Regions from separate parts of the Gossypium arboreum genome. Here regions 1 and 3 are each linked to region 2. Evidence: chromatin contacts called from public Hi-C data. All regions are on one chromosome and are shown on one strand. Each heading gives the region's core, a stretch centred on a gene start, on an enhancer-like site or on the middle of the called end of the contact. The rest is flanking DNA. Distances are from core to core; before and after follow the strand shown.

Region 1 (3,672 bases), core at 866-3,365, 120 kb before region 2:
TATATAGAGTAATACATGCACGCATCAAGTCAATAATTTATAAATCATATTAGATTTGATTTTTGGTCGAAGTTAAATATTTCATATTTTTTAAATATAGATATGCAATATATATTTGAATTATTCCACCACAACAAACAAAATGGTTTATGAATGTATATTGGATATGAGTCACTTTCTATTATTGATATTTTTAACATGATAGATCAAATGGTTCAAAAAAAAAATCAATGTAAAAGAAAAATAATAACTCAAAATCATGATGATCATATAATGGACATAAATACTCTTGAAGAAATCTAAAACATAACTAATCATAAAATTTCAAAAGAATTACGAGTACTTGAAAATAATTTTTTTTAAAATAAAGAGATAAATAAATTATGTTACTACAAGAAAAGTTGAAATTAAAATGAAAAAGTTATCAATAATGTTCTTGTGTTATATATAATAATATTATTGAAATAATGAAAAAATAGAATGAAAATCTAGACATGAAATTAATGGGTGAAAATGAAAACAAAACTATATTTAAAATAGAATTAAATTCAATTCCAAAGTGTAAAGGTTTTAAACCTATAATTCAAGCACCTAAAAATATAAAGCCAATCTAGGAAATGAAAAAAATTTGAAGTTTTAAATTATAAATGATGACTTAAATATTAAGAGGGTTTTCACAAAATCTTAGTATTGTTTATGAACAAGATTTTTAGAATTGAATTGATGGTTGAATGGTTAGGTCATTAGGTTGCTGGTGTAATTGATTTGGAAAATTGATTAAACAAATTATTAAAAGTTCATAAAAATAATAAAATATTAAATTTAGCTTGTCAACCAGTCAGTATCAGCTCACAACTCAATCGATCTAAAGTATTTCTCCAAATCAAGAACCGAGAGTAGCACTCTGATAATTCTTGGTCCAACTGATTGGTTCGGTTTAATTCAGGTAACCATAATTATGAAAAGATATAATGTTTTTTAGTGGTGAATGCAATCAACTTTAGATGTCTTATTAATTTAGCATGTCACGAAAAACTTGATATGCGTTTAATGGTTGTTGTTATAACATTTTATATGTATAACTACATACTAAGATTTTGAAAGATTTAGAATGTTAGAAACATATAAAAATTTCCTATGAAAATTATTCAATATGGTTGTATAATGATTGAAATAATTTGGACATATGTGATAAAATAGTTGAATGAAGATTGTAAAATGATCCAACGTGCTTATATATATATATATATTATAAAAATCAAGATCATAATTTATTATAATTTTGTATATTTTAATCTAAATATTATTAAAACTCCAAAAGAAATTACAAATTAATAAATTATTTTAAAAAGTGATTTGAGATAAAAGATGTTAGCAAAAATAAAATTTTGTCTCAACTTCATACTTAACATATGAAATTTTTTTTTTGTCGATATTCAATAATAAAACACATCAATTAAATATACTAATGGTTGTAAGATCAACAAAACATATCATCTTGATATTGGTGTAGGAGCACTGTATCTTAGTTGAGTGCTATAAAAATATTAACGTAACATGGTAAAAGGTTGGACGATAATACTACATACATAATTTAACTAGAAGGATGAGGAGTTAATTATATTTCTCTTAAAATTTTCTTCACTTATCACCTTAAGAAGAATAATAATATAAATGACAATATAGAAAGTTAGAATTCAAAATTAAAATAGTTTTGGTAACGAGTTAATATATTATGCATGTATAATTTTTCTTTTAAAATTTTAAAGAAACTGATTATATATTTAAAGAAAATGTTATAAATAATTTAATTATAAAATGAATATTCATTATAATAAAAGTTAAAAATAAAATTTTATACCATTACGTTTATAAATATATTAATATATATTTTTGACAATTAAACTACTGAAATATATTATAAAAATAGGGACATAAATTTATTTTACCTTAAAAATTACAAGTGATAACATAATGATCTTTAGTTTTATTAAAAAACTATTTACAGAATGTGGCTTCTTAATTATTCTTTTTTAAGAAACTAGCATTTATTATATTAAATTATTTATTTTAAAATAATAGATAATAAATAATAAATTTACTTTTTCTATTTCTATTTCTATTTCTATTTTCACTCACAAAATGCAAAATTTGTAATAATAGGAATCGGGAAGCTTTGAGCTTTGTTTCCGGCTGATTGTAAAAATACGTTGTCTCCATTGAAGGGGAGTGGAAGCGAGAGAGAGAGATCCCATCTGAGATATTTGTGGCAATGAATAAGAAAATTGCAGGATCGTCCTCAAGACCAAGAAAGCCCACAGGTACGGTTTTACCATACCAAACCCAGAGAATAAGGGACCACTATTTCTTGGGCAAGAAGCTTGGGCAAGGTCAATTTGGCACCACCTACCTATGTACCCACAAGGTTACTGGTATCCGTTACGCTTGCAAATCTATCCCAAAGCGCAAGCTCGTCTGCCGTGAAGATTACGATGACGTCTGGAGGGAGATCCAGATCATGCATCATTTGTCTGAGAACCCATTCGTGGTTCAGATCAAGGGAACTTATGAAGATGCCGTGTTTGTTCATTTGGTTATGGAGCTTTGTGCGGGTGGGGAACTTTTTGATAGGATCGTGGCTAAAGGTCATTATAGTGAAAGAGAGGCTGCTAAGCTTATCAAAACCATTGTTGGTGTCGTTGAGGCTTGTCATTCCCTTGGGGTTATGCATAGAGATCTCAAACCTGAGAATTTCTTGTTTGATACTCCCGCTGACGATGCCGTTCTCAAGGCTACCGATTTTGGCTTGTCCGTCTTCTATAAACCAGGTTGCTTCTGGGTTTTCTTTTGTTTCTATGTTACTCTTGATTCTCTTTAATTAAAGGTGCTTTTTTTGGTTGAATGATTAATGTAGATCTGTAAGAACCATGAATAGAGTTTTCTCTGATTTTGGTTTAATTATCTGATTGGACGTTGAGGATTTTATTCATTCTTCGACACCTTGCGGTAGGATATTGATATCTGATATTGGTTGTTTCCATGATTGGGATTTCCTTTTGATTTTATTGTAATCATGTTGTATTAAATTGAATTGATTCTTTGAAGGTCTTGGGATAATTAATTTTCACCGTGATGATTCACTGCATGTTCTTCAGGTACTGTTCATTAGGATCAATTTCCCTTAGGATGTACTACTTGGTGTGTATTTTCCAAAATTCATATTAATTTAAAAAAAAAATTGTGAGGAACTTCGGTTCTGGTTTTTTGAATGTAACAATGTTCTGTTATGCAAAGAACATCTTTTACGAAGGTTTTATGGTTTCAGTTTTTGTCCATAATTAATGCACTAAATATCTAATTCAATTGAATATATTAAATGAGATGGTTCAATGATCAGCATGTTTTTCGGAAAACTCCTTGCTGATGTAAAGATTAGCACCATTAGATTATTGTGTTGTGCTTCATTACTAAACTCTGCTTGTAGGAATCAAGCATTGAATTGCACCTCTTGCATTCACTAATGCTTTGCCTTATATTTTTCTGTGAATGTTTTCTTTCATGGTTAATGGGGCTTACTTTTTTTTTATCCTTTTTCATTCCAGGACAGTATTTTAGTGATGTTGTTGGGAGTCCCTTTTATGTTGCGCCAGAGGTTTTGTTGAAGCATTATGG
Region 2 (4,042 bases), core at 1,526-4,025:
GGCTCGTGTGAACCATACAGTAAATATCCTCCGCACACGGTTTAGACACACGCTCGTATCCCTAACCCCGTGTGTCTCTAATTTATGAACAATAATTTACACGGCCTACCACACGGCCATGTGGCGCCAGCAGTCATGTTTTTCGGCGTCCAAAATTTGCAGAAAGTCGAGTTTTTGGTACATACCTGAAGTAGTTTTGAAGTAGGATCAACGTAGAGGACTCCTAAGACCTAAAACGAATATTCAATAACCAATTAAGCAATAATTCGTAACAAACGCCAAGATTAAAGCACAACCAAATTCGTTGAAGCGTTTCAACACAAACACAACTCAACACCACAATTACCTTTGTACAAATCCATAATTCACGAATCGAGAACGTTAGGGGAACCGTTATCCTCGATACCTTCTCCTAAAGACAATAGTCAAACATATAAACAAAGGATTCAAACAGTTTAGGCAAGAAACCAACTTTGGTACAAGTGATAACACTAACGATTTTAGTTATAGAACAATCGAAGTCACAAAATTAACGGAAACGAACTTACTTGACAATAAGAGCATATACGAAGTACGAATCTAAGTAACAACCAAGCGGAAAAAGAAAAGAGAAGCAAAAGAAAAGAGCAAAAAAGAAGAAAAAGAAAACAAATGTAAGAAATGAAAAAAATAGGAAGGAAGAAAAAGGAGAACGTTACATTCTGATTGAACTACCGATCAGAATTCTAACATGTAGCAAAAATAACTAGAGGATATACAAAAGTTTAACCATTAAACCAATAGGCTCATTCTTGACATAAATTCACACAGAATTAAACTTAAGTCAATGGCTCAAGAGTAGAAATTAATTTAAAATAAAAGAGCAAAACTTCCTAAAAGCACAACTCAAACCCCTAACCTCAAACACATACACAAAGTACATAGCCACAGATACAGAAACTTAATTACGACAAAATTCAACAGTCAGACATTCAAATTTTGGGGCGTTACAAGTGCCTCGCCATGACCACTAAAATCAATCACTTCAATTAGCTATTTTTAGTTTAAGCAAACAGCAACTGTATGTAGCAACATTATTGATGACTTTGATAGAAATTATATTCTCTCTTCTCGTTTCTTACCAAGCCGAGCATCAATGTCTAAGTTCCAATCTGACATTGAGAGAGAGGAGTTTGACTGTGAACCAAGTTCAGTTAAACCCAGTAAGGTTCGGCCAAAAACTAATCATGCAATGCCGTACCTCATTTCGTCAGTCGACAAGAAAAAGCAAAATGTCAAGTCAATCAATCATTAAAACGTCGGATTATGTCATAAAAATTAACAAAAAAAAATCCAAACAGGTAACAACTAGATTGTGATTTCCACACATGAAGTAGAAGGCCAAAATTACTCCAATTAAAGTAAAAGGATTGTTGGCCAAAAGAATTATTAGTTCAGCAGCTTACAGGTACAGTCCTAGCAGGAACGTGATAAAAGCTTAGGCTAATAATCAAACAAGTTGACAAGTGTAGAATTTTTACAAAGAAATATTTACAATTGAAAATACACATTATGTTTGTAGACATCTAACTTAACTCCGACTTCAAAAGCTTAACTTGAGCTCTCAAGCTCAGGTCCTGGTTTGTTCAAAGCGGACTCGATCAAAATAAAGCAAAATAAGAAATTTCATTATTTATATATATATACTATCATCCAAAATAATTCTAGCTTCTTTTATTGGCTAATGCTACCAAATCAAATCACCGACAATTTTCAACAATTACAGTATGCAGGTGCACGTATATGTCCAAAAGCAGTAGAAATCGAAGAAAAACCATTTTTATCACATAAAAACACGCACCGTGTTACATGGATCTCAAATGCAAAAAAAAAGGTTACAAACAAGCTCGTAACAAAGCTATGATAGATATAACAAATACCAACATGACGGCTCTCGTTCCGAGATGACTAATTTTTACTTTCAAACCAATAGCTTTTAGCAGAACCTGACAAAGCTTGGGATGGCAGCCGCTGTATCAAAAACCCATTGATATATTCTCAATCTTTGTGTTGCTCACCTCTCAAAGTAAATCCAAAAGAGGTGGTTGTTCGGATGTTGGCTTGGCAAAAGTTGTCCTTGAAGCTGAACTTGCCCCCCTACCTCGGCCTCTTCCTCTACCCACAGCTGTTGATGGTGGCGGTGCGAGTTTTGGAGCAGTCTGCTCATTCTTGCTAGAACCAAATATAGACCCCAGACCTGCTGATTTCTGGTTGTTGTAAAAACTCATTGAAGCTGAAATACCACGGTTTTGTTTCAAGAATCCAATACTGCTCTGGGAACTTCCACCGTTCAAAATACCTGCGTTCGAGGTTGAACTCCCATGATTAGGTCTTAGTATCTCCCCAGAGTTCTGGTTGCTGAACCCCCAACTATTGTTGCTGCTCTCTGTTGGGTGATTCATGGTGCCTGGGGTGCTTGTAATAGAACTGAATCCATAATTGTTCATGCCTGGTCCTCCCATAATACCATTGTTAAAAGTTCCAGAGTCATTTGAGGAGGCACTAGGCCGTGGAGGCCAGTTAGCAAAAGGATCTAAATCTTCAAAATTTGATGACAAAGATGTTCCAGCATTTAATTGCTTCTCGCCAATGCCTGACTCTACAGTAACACCTGAAGATGGACGAGGAGGCCACTCTATGTCAACTGCAGGACAAGAATTGGATGTTTGCTGGCTAGATATAGTGGATATTAAGGAAGATTGAGATTGTGTAGGTGCCGATTGAATTGACTTATCATCCAAAATAAAGTGAAAGGATAAATTGTCCTTGGGAGGCTGGTGGGCAGTGTGACTGGCATTGGCAGCTGCTCTGGTAGTAGGACCCCAGTCTTCATCCCATGCTGGGCTGCTTTTTGCAGAAGCCACAGTTCCATTTGCTTTGCTCAAGACTTGAGACCGAAGCCCGTTGGAAGTGGTAGCAGGTTTTAAATCTGGGACTCCAGAATCAGTTACAGTAACCCCACGGTTTTCTTCTATCCTTCTGTGTTAAAACAGAATTAGGAATCGCATCATAAGAAAATGTTAGAAAAAAAAAAAGAGTATTTGTTATTCAGAGAAGAAAAAAATTCATTTTTCATCATGAAAGCACAACAATAATAACTATACCTAAGAATATCCTTGACAAAGAGCATGTATTTGGCAAACTGCTGAACATTCAACTGTTGGGCCGTAAGAAGAGGTGTGAGTAGAGGGAGGATATGCTCTGCGGCGAATTCTACTCCATACTAACAAGATGAATAGGAAAGACAGAAAATGAGCTGTATGCCCTCTGGAGGTTCCAATATAGAATAGAACACAAATTAAGCAACAGAAGGTAGAGTCTGTCATTACCTGCTTGAGAATTGAGTTTGAAACACCTAGCGTACACATAAGTGTTGGAGCAGAATGATCAACGGCTGTGCAACGTTGAATGGTTTGCAAGACATCCAACACAGCCTGTCTATCAAGTGTGTTAACAAAATCTCCCAGGCAGAGCAAAGCACTGACTCTGACCTGCTCAAATAAACATAGAGGTTTAGAAGAAAGTAATCAAAATTAATAGAATAGTGCAGCTATGTATTTTTTTTTTTTAAAAGAAACGCTTTATAAGATTTTCAAATTTTAAAAATGGAAAAGGCCCCACAATCTACACATAGGTTACATGACATAGCAGTCTCGGTCATGACATCTAAAATTCAAGACTAATAATTTTAATATTGGGTAATTGCCTAAAAAACTCATACATACCGCAGCAATAGTTGTTTTCAGAGCTAAGCCATGAACACGAGGCAGAATGACTTGTTTCACAAGCTGAAGAGCATAAAGAATGAAACACTAATTCAGTAAACATAAGGAATTCCAACAGAAAAGAAACACACAAGAATAAAAATGGACATACAATGTGTTTAATTTCATACCATCAAATCCATATTTCACGTTGTCCAAATTCCTACTTTAATATATTAAAATAAATAAAAGAAAAAGCTGCAATGCATTAAAAATAGGTTAAAGATGCTTGAACAAAA
Region 3 (4,002 bases), core at 13-2,512, 74 kb before region 2:
TCAAAATTGAAAGTTATGACTATTTCGGTTTTAGAGACTAAATTGAATAAAATGTAAAACTTTACGAGTACTGAAAAATAATGTTTCGTAGGTTCATCCATATCAAGATACAATGTGTAAATGTTTGATATTGATGGGTTGAATGAAATACTTGAATAGATCAAAAATTGGATAAGGTCGGAGATAATTAGGGAAAAATCAAAATTATCAATTAATCATTGAAGATCTAACTTATTTGTTATTTTAACCAGGTAAATTCATATGGTATTTAATTATATAGATTGTGGTGCATTTAGTTTGTAATTATATGTGATTGGTTGTGAATTGATTTAAAAGTAACCCTAAGTCTATTTATAAGATATTATGCATTTGCATTGAGAATTTATTTGAGCTTTTTTTTTTTCAATAAGTGAAAATTTATCAAAATTCGTATTTTGTGGCATTTTCAATTCTTAATACCGATTATCTAGATTTTAATAACAAGTTGAATAAGGGTTTAATAGAGAAAAATTTCCAAGTATCTACCTAAGGTCAAGATGGAAAGCCATTTTTCCCCCAAATCTTACCTACCTAAATATCAACACTCAAATCCACATCACACATCAAGCCATATAACCCCTCACTAATAAATTGTAAAAAGAAAAAAAAATATTTCCAGATACCTAAAACTCAGCTAAACTCATAAATTACTCTCAACATATTTATGTGAACCGTCACAATCTTGATCATCAAAGCTTATAACAACAAACATATGTATCATTAAACTTGCATTGTACTATATCTCATTATAATATTGACTTGTATTGAAAATAAACTAAATAATATAAATCCAACTCAAAGAAACTTGATTTGAACATTTAAACGTTAACCTCAGATTAACATTATGTATAACTCGAACTCTTAAGATCAAGTGTATGCCAAAACCTATTAACTTGATTTTTTAGTGCTTGTGCTCTTTGCTCTTTAATGAAATAATATATATATACACACATCATAATTAGACTTGTTTAGAGAAGAACAATTTATCCCAAACGATAAAGAAATTAAAAATTTATTTAAATGTAGAAAAATATTAATTTTGACGTAATAAAATAAATTAATGGAACCTGGACTGAGAAAAAAGAAAGAGGAATGAGCTGCGGCCGAACCTACCGTCAACACTTGTAAATATTAATTGCTTCCACTAACTTAGGTTCATTAAATGAACTTTTTTCAGTTTTGACAATACATGCAGCAATTCCTCCGCTATGCTTAGTTTACTTACGAAAGAGAGAGAAGGGAACGCCGTTTAATAGCGCACTTCCCATGAACCAACCATGCCAAGCTGCCATCTGTGTTGTTCTTCTTCCACGTAGCACTTATTTTTTTGGCTTTGGACAATTTCCATTGCGTGGCACCCACTCCCCTTACCTTTTTTAATCTTTTTTACCTACATAAATACCCCCCTCCCCCATTTTCCTTCCTCTCTCAAATTCTTCCCTCATTTCTCTCCTTAACTCCTTTTGTTGTGCCTCTTCTTTCTCTTGCTCACTAGTTTTTCTTTACCTTTCTCGAGAAAAAAGTTGAAAGGAAAGCAGGAAAATAATGCCGGGTTTTGGTGGTTTGGAGACTCCTAGTCCTACTTCCACTGGGGATGGTCCATGTCATTCAAAAGATACTTCTCGAGATTTGCGTGATCACCTCCCTTCATTAATGGCTTCTTGTTATCCTATCACTCTCAAGGTAAATAAAAAGAAATCTCGAGTGAGTTCATTGTGTTGAACTACCCGAGTCAACCAATCATTGACTCGTTTTCGTTTCTTACCATTCATTTTGACCTTCTTATTTGACCTTTTCTAATAATATTCTTATCTATGTTTTTCTTCATGCAGTTCATCGACGTGAGCTATAAGGTGAAGGTACAGGGAACCAACAGTCAAGGTCGCAGTATTAAACGCATGCTTAGCCATGGATCAACACCCTCTGATCAAGGAACAACGAGTAGGGCCCAAGAGAGGACGATATTGAACAATATCACCGGCATGGTTTCACCAGGAGAAATGTTGGCTATCCTTGGTCCTTCAGGCAGCGGCAAATCTACTCTCCTCAATGCCTTAGCTGGTCGGCTACAACACGGCCATGGTCATTTCACCGGAACCTTGCTTGCCAACAACAAAAAACCCACTAAACAAATGGCAAAACGCACTGGATTCGTCACCCAAGACGACGTGCTTTACCCTCACTTAACAGTTCGTGAAACCTTGGTGTTTTGCTCCCTTTTAAGGTTACCAAACACACTGTCGACCAAGGAGAAGATTTCAGTGGCTGAGACGGTTTTATGCGAGTTGGGGTTATCGAAATGTGAAAACACAATCATTGGGAACAGTTTTATACGTGGTATTTCGGGTGGAGAACGGAAAAGAGTAAGTATAGCTCATGAAATGCTTATAAACCCTAGCCTGCTGCTTCTTGATGAACCGACGTCGGGTTTGGACTCCACAGCGGCACACCGGTTGGTTTCGATTTTGGGTTCGTTGGCTCAAAAGGGGAAGACCATAGTCACATCCATGCACCAACCATCTAGCCGAGTTTATCAGATGTTTGACTCAGTGTTGGTTTTGAGTGAAGGAAGGAGCTTGTATTTCGGCAAGGGAAGTGAAGCTATGAGTTATTTCGAGTCCATTGGATTCTCACCGTCTTTCCCTATGAACCCTGCCGATTTTCTCCTTGATCTCGCTAACGGTACGTCAGCTTCAACTTCTTTTTTCTGTTGTTTGCTTTCTTTTCATTAGTTATAGCTGAGTTAACTCGAATAGTTACGAACGAGCTCAATTCCCTTCTACTTTCGTTTTCTTGCTGCTGTTTACTTCCTGTAGACTTAAATTCTTTTCTTCAATTTTCACTAAGTATAGAAAGAGGGAAAAACCATAGGGGGGAACACAACACTTTCCATCATTAAGACTAAGATTATATCTCATATAAATTCCCCCTAGGAGAAAGATTTCAAAAATAAAAATATGGGCAAATGAGTGGTGGGTCAGTGTATTAAATAAAGGTTGTGAAACCGTATAATAAGGTGGATAGAAATGGATAGTGCGGTATTCCTTTTTCCTGTCTTTTCCAATGGCCCCTCCATCCATCCAAAGAAATCTACCTTTTTTATTGATGAAGATTTTGCATAGCCAATGCACCGTGGTTGTTAGCTTTAAAGCTTAGCTCATGCGATGATTATATACCCACGAATTTGATCATTTATTCATCAGCTAATCTTTAGGGTGGCCATTGTCTGCCTTCATTGAACGAGTGATCTTGCCACTTATATGTCTCTCAGAAGAAGGCACACTACTATTGGATTTGACAAAATTTTACAACATAATAAAATCTGGGTTATTTTTTTGTACCACACAGCAGTGAGTGCAAGAATGGTCTAATTGTCTACATTCCTTTTTGGAATTAGTTCAGTAGGGTTCCTCCATTGGGGAGTAGGTGGCATGGTGTCACTACAATATAAGTGATTTATGACTTGGATTTAATGATCTCGTTCTCTATTTCTAAGGTCCAAACTTCAAAGGAAATTAATCTTAGATCAATTTAGTAATATTTGTTTCTTCAATATTTTTAATCATAGGTCAAAATCTAATGCCATTTTTAATTGTTTAAAAAATGGTTTAGACCTTAATACCTACACATGGATAGCTCTCCATAATATGTTATTATTATTCATTGTAGCATGTATTATATACATGAGAAATGTTATTAGTATTTAATTGCACGAGCTGAAAAGATATTTAAGGCACAAAAGTACAATTGATGAATTACTTTTTTATTTTATATAATTTGATAAAAGTAATGATTCATCATCTTGTTCACTAATAACTTAGAGATTTATATATTATGAAAGACTGATGGTGAGCGTCACTGATCCATATAGTCTACAAAAGTTACGTTATGTAGCCAATTGTGGATGAAGTGGCGTTGGACATGTTTCCATCTTTGGAGTCTCTTTTGGTGCAGCAAATAGTA

What was found. Hi-C and Micro-C count contacts between places; a contact is called where the count stands out from the background.
Region 1: a contact with region 2 is called in a Hi-C map of leaf, with 4 times the contacts expected there. The contact joins the promoter of LOC108453038 here to the enhancer-like site in region 2. A contact is called at or near these places in 3 of 5 Hi-C or Micro-C datasets (all in leaf).
Region 3: a contact with region 2 is called in a Hi-C map of leaf, with 3 times the contacts expected there. The contact joins the promoter of LOC108450732 here to the enhancer-like site in region 2. A contact is called at or near these places in 2 of 5 Hi-C or Micro-C datasets (both in leaf).

Annotation. Positions count from the first base shown.
Region 1 is chr5:28,462,445-28,466,116 of ASM2569848v2, forward strand. It overlaps LOC108453038 (calcium-dependent protein kinase 11), which reads left to right and starts at 2,116. Exons shown (of 8, transcript XR_001866501.2): 1 at 2,116-2,828; 2 at 3,603-3,672.
Region 2 is chr5:28,580,701-28,584,742 of ASM2569848v2, forward strand. It overlaps LOC108453081 (SCY1-like protein 2 B), which reads right to left. Exons shown (of 14, transcript XM_017750983.2): 11 at 3,765-3,827; 12 at 3,369-3,530; 13 at 3,144-3,262; 14 at 1,689-3,018. The coding sequence ends at 2,061. Among protein-coding and RNA genes, the nearest start is that of LOC108453081, 13 kb to the right of the region's middle. Within about 2 kb of position 2,776, at least 2 of the 2 cell types and tissues checked have an H3K27ac peak or open chromatin away from gene starts, as enhancers often do. A contact at or near this core is called in leaf, where this site is marked.
Region 3 is chr5:28,507,846-28,511,847 of ASM2569848v2, forward strand. LOC108450732 (ABC transporter G family member 25-like) reads left to right here and starts at 1,263. Exons shown (of 3, transcript XM_017748482.2): 1 at 1,263-1,722; 2 at 1,872-2,721. The coding sequence starts at 1,585.